2 separate regions of the Danio rerio genome follow, and region 1 is linked to region 2. The links are chromatin contacts, called in public HiCAR-type maps. All regions are on one chromosome and are shown on one strand. Each heading gives the region's core, a stretch centred on a gene start, on an enhancer-like site or on the middle of the called end of the contact. The rest is flanking DNA. Distances are from core to core; before and after follow the strand shown.

Region 1 (2,700 bases), core at 94-2,593, 130 kb before region 2:
GGGAAAAAAGCTTAATTTTAAATTTGAAAGATATGCCAATAGTGTACTGAATGTGTAAAGTTGAAAGTTGAAGAAAAATGTACTAAAACACATTTAAAAAAAAATGTAAATCCTGAGAAACAGAGTTTTCAAGAAGTCTTAATTATTTTCATGGTAGTATATTTAAAATAATGAATCAATATAATGGACAAGAGGTCACAGTACAGTACAAAAAACTGCAGAGCCAATTGTAAATTGTAATTGTATAGCAACATCAACAGTTATATTGCTAAAACTCCACAGAACAGAATGAAGTGTTTAAACAATTTCTATTATAAGCAAACACCAATTTTGATTGGCTGATTGAGTCACAAATAATGTTACGTATAAATTGTTTTGGTTTGTTACATTTGACTAAAAAGTAATGTGTTTATTATTAATTGACCAATGTATGTCTCTTAACGGTCTTCTTCTAATAACTTATTTTGATTACAGTTAAGGTTAATTCCCTTGAGAGTAACCGACAGTAAAACAACAACCGATGACAATCGCAGGAAAACAAACAAACCCGTGCTTCAAAAACCTCAATCACTGATGATCACAGTTTTAAGAGTAGGAGTCTTAAAGCCATAGAAAACAAAACTCACCTCAAAAAAGAGTTTGGCGTTTGCAGTGCGGCTTTTCTTAGATGCCCTCTTTTATAAAATCGTAAATTACATCGAAAAACAAAAGACACACCTTCACAAAGTCCCGTACCTGTTTTACTTGTTCAACACCTGGGTCAGCTTTTCCGCCTTTCGTATGCTCCTCCTATTTCACATACGTCACACCGCTGACCCCTCCCGGATTAGACTGGTGGTTTAATTATTTTTAGATGATATATATCGTTTAGACATATATCGTTTATTTTACAGTCTATGGTTTAGACATCTAAACTTGATATTAACTGGCTAATATTAGTTTCATAAAATTCTGAATTTGCAGCTTGTAGACATGTTTTTATAAAAAATTGTTTAATATGATATAGTATTCAGCATGTTAATCTTTCAGATTATGTTAGTGTAGGCGACTTAATTATAAATTATTTTAAGACAATCTGTGTCACCCTAGCATGTTTACTGGGGTTCTCTGATGATCCCGAATTTACATTTTATGTTGTTGATTCAGAGTATACATTTTGCATACAGGTGAAACGTGCAAGCAGAATTTGTATAACCTACTAGACCTTACTTTCCGCAACATTTGATTGATGGTATTTTTAGCCAATTACAATGCTGAACGATTAAGATCCCACCCGTTTACTTTCAGCGTCTACTCTGATTGGCTGTGTGATTCCAGCAGGGACAGTCGTCTGTTTCTTTGTGTGAAACCCCCCACAGCAGCGAGGAGGTAAATATGAAAAATATTATTTTTTCATATATAAACAAAGCCTAACACGTAAAATGAGATTAACGCATACCAGTTACAAACATTTAGTATGATTTACACTAAAATTAGCAAAGAGGAGCTTGAATGTTTTAAATAACGTTAGTTGTGTAAGCATTATGAAAAGCTCGTGCCGCTAGCAATAGCATTTTAGCTAGCCACTGCATCAGAACATCAGTTGACGTTATTCCCTTATTTCATCATAGTTTCAAAATATGTTTTATTTGAACGTTTTATGAAAAACATTTTTAATAGCTTAGCTAACATTCAGAGCTGCGATTGATGTTCTGATCATAAATTTGTGGATTTTCTTCTCTGCTAACGTTAGCACAATTAAAACATCTAAACTGTTTAAGATACATTAACGTTACAGGTGTAAAGCTAAACACCGATAAAGGCAATTATGTTCATGTCGAATTTTAATGCAGGTCAAACATCTGTTTATTTGGGTATAATGCTAGAGCATTTGTGAACGTTGTGTAACGGTTTGTTCACGATCTGTTGAGCAGAGATATTGAGCCAAAATATAAACAATACGTTCAGTAATAATACATAATCATAATGAACATGTGATCATTACTCGTATAGGCTCCTTTCAAAGTAATTTGTTTGTTTACAAACGGCAGGTGCACAACGTCGACATTAAACGTATGCAAACCTCATGTTGTTTTGATGATAGTCATTGTTTTTTTTTTATTGAATACAAGAATAATATCACTGCATTGAAGAAAAAAACAACACAAAAATAAAGAAAGAAAAAAAATTAAATTACAAAGCCTCAATCATTAAGAAAAAAACATTATCATAAGCTTTAAGAAACGTATTATTTTTCTTATTATTAATAAGCTTAAGAAATTCAATATAGTACGAAACTTCGACAAGGAAAGTATTAAATATAGGTATTGTTTTTAGCAACTTATTTGTGTATAAAAAATTTACAATAAGATCGAGAGCATGATCATTACCCGAGAAATACAGAACTATATCTTTTATAGACAAATTTAAATCATGATTAAATGAGGACGATAAATAAAAAATATTGTTACTCCAAAGATGTTTGAGGATAGTCATTCACACGTAGGCCATTTGTACATGTGCTCTGTGATCGCACATTCTAAATATGTTTGGTATATGAGGAGTCTAATATAGTCATGATCTATAGATATTTAAATATTCTGGCCTCTGGTTGTCTATTGTTGGTATACATGCATTCAGCTCTTTTCTCTATTAAGGAGAAGCCTCTGTCATCTGTGATGTTGTCCAATAAGAAGTCAGACCCAGGCTCCTCCTCTTCGT
Region 2 (2,700 bases), core at 116-2,615:
TAATAAATAATCTGATGAGTATTTTGAGCTGAAACTTTACAGACACATTCTAGAGACACCAAAGGCTTATCCTACATCTTGTAAAAGGGGTAAAATGGGTGCGCTTTAATGTAGTTAGAAGTACACCAGCATTCTACCTCTAGTCTCCGCAATCGGGGCTGTTGTTATGGTTTTTATTCTCTTTCCGTCATCAATGTTAAGCTGCTTTGACACAATCTACATTGTAAAAAAGCACAATAGAAAAAAAATGAATTGAATTGAACTTAAAGTGTTTCCCCCATGATTATGATCCAAAGGTGGCTGAGAGAGCTGAAATACATGCAAATTAATAAAACACATGCAAATAAAAAACAGTAACAAATTGAACAAAAATTAATTCAGTTGCTTCCTGAAGAGTCAGCTGTATTGTCAGAATGATTTTTGACATTTATTTTAACAGCCTGATCAGACTGTTCCTTGTTTGTATTTTTGCAGCTATAGTAATCTGACCAAAAGTCAAATAGCAATGAAAGATTCCTCAAAAAATATATTTCTTATATAAATTCATAAGGGTGTCAATAATTATAAATTTTGCAAACATATTTGCTTTTAATAAGAATGTGCTACATTTGCAATGATTTCCTTGATAGTTATGATTTTTGTTTTAAAAAAAGTGTAAAGTTGCACTTATTTTCATTCATTTATTCATTTTCTTTTCGGCTTAGTCCCTTTATTAATCAGGGGTTGCTACAGCAGAATGAACCGCCAACTTATCCAGCATATGTTTACGCAGCGGATGCTCTTTCAGCTGCAACCCAACACTGGTAAACACCCATTCACACTCAGACACACACATATACTACAGACAACTTAGCTTATTCGATTCACCTATTGCACATGTCTTTGAACTGTGGGGGAAAGAGACACTGCAGCGACTTTCTTGCTGAGGCAATCATGCTACCCACTGCGCCACTATGACTCCCCCTGTCCCCTATTTTTTCTTAATAAAATATTACTTTTTTTGGAACCACTAATTGTTACATTTTGTTGTGACACATGGTTATTAAAATGTTGATAAAAAAGAAAAATATTTAAAAAGATGAAAATTATTATGTATTTTCATATACAATAAATATCACTATATTAAGAAGTGTCCAACAATAAAGATAAATCGTTCTTATGATATTTGTACATTATTATGAGTTTTTCTTTTTTTGCTATGGCACACCAAATGACACTTTCTCACACTTGTTATTTTATTTTATTGCTTATTTAGTTTAATTTCCTTGGCTACATCTAGAGAAAGAGAGAGAGAGAAAGAGAGAGAGAGAGAGAGAGAGAGAGAGAGAGAGAGAGAGAGCTGAAGGCGTGAAAGAAAGAGGTGTAACTGCGTTTCAGATACGACGAAGAGTTGAAAGTTTCTAAAAGAGCAGCGCGAGCAGCACCTTCACTCACTGGCATTTATAAGGTAGGTCAAAGGATAAATGCAACTTTATGCTCATTCTCAAATAAAAAAAGCTACTTACACCGTGTCTGTACTGTGGGCGATGAAGTGACAAAAACCGCTCGCTTCTTATGTGACATACTAACGTTAGATGCTATCTCTCACAGTATATAGGCTACTCGTGTTTACTTCTTGTCTCATCGTCTTGCTTAGTCAAAATTTTGTTCAGATATCATACGACTCAGAAAAAGCGAGTCGAACTGTCATAGTCCTACATGTATCTTTTTTTTATCTCAAGAGTTTGTTGGTGCTTCATTACAACTACAATACGTTAACGATCATTGTTCTGTTTTGCGTATTGCGAAACACGTTTATTGGTGTAAGACAACAAAATTCCCACAATGTAAACGAGGAACATGTAATGCCGGAAAAGCCCACTGTATGTTTCATAGGCAATAAAGATGCCTCGTGGGATGAAATACCTAAATGGAAAGCATGTCGTCAGAACAGTGCGGATGTTGCAATGCAAATAAGCAATAATGGCACATATGTGGTGCTGAAAACTATATTTTAGGGGAACCCGGAGCTAGGTGTAACAGGTGCTGTGTCTGTGAATTCTGTCCTGTTAACAAAATTAAAGTATAATAATATTTTTTTTGCTTAGTAAAAAGTTAATAAAACCACAAATAGCATTTCAGACAGAAAGTCTACTGTATAATGATGCCACGACGACGATGCTATATAAATTTTAAATATGCGACGTGTTTAAAAGTATATATGCAATATCAAGTTTTCCCCCATTCTACTCAGTAGTGTTTGGGTTCTCATAATACTTTTCGGTTGCTAAATAATTGATAAATAATGTCCAGTTAATATCATGGGTGGTGATAGAAACTAAAAAAAAATTAAAGTCAAGAATTTGCTGTCTGTATGTGTATTAAAAGAATAAGAAACACATGCACAAATAAATGAATGCAACTAGAAAATCTGTTTCAAGAATTTTGCATAAGAAGTGTGATGGTAATCTGACATAAGTCCTTTGAAACTACTGTTGTAGCATAGGGTCGTGGTTTACATAAAATGCAGCTTCACTGATTCACTTCCTGCTTATAGGAGATTGCAGATAAATATGCAATGATACAAAAACCCAAATGCTGTAGCTTTCAGTAAATGTAACGATAAGAAAAAAGAATGCATATCTGTTCTCGCTGTGCGCCAGAGAAAACAGATGTTGCTTTTCTCCCACATTTCATGAAAGTGACGTGTGATTTTTTTTT

What was found. HiCAR-type assays count read pairs that join an accessible place to other places.
Region 1: a contact with region 2 is called in a HiCAR-type map of caudal fin, with 6 times the contacts expected there. The contact joins the promoter of kdm1a here to the promoter of ptafr in region 2. A contact is called at or near these places in 1 of 18 Hi-C or Micro-C datasets (caudal fin) and 1 of 4 datasets of contacts at active chromatin or transcription factors (caudal fin).

Annotation. Positions count from the first base shown.
Region 1 is chr17:29,583,685-29,586,384 of GRCz12tu, reverse strand. It overlaps kdm1a (lysine (K)-specific demethylase 1a), which reads left to right and starts at 1,343. Exons shown (of 21, transcript NM_001242995.1): 1 at 1,343-1,368; 2 at 2,637-2,700. The coding sequence starts at 2,658. tmem30b (transmembrane protein 30B) reads right to left here and starts at 710. Exons shown (of 8, transcript NM_001002179.1): 1 at 627-710.
Region 2 is chr17:29,457,609-29,460,308 of GRCz12tu, reverse strand. ptafr (platelet-activating factor receptor) reads left to right here and starts at 1,365. Exons shown (of 2, transcript XM_001342336.7): 1 at 1,365-1,447. The region is part of intron 3 of LOC141378579; the gene reads right to left.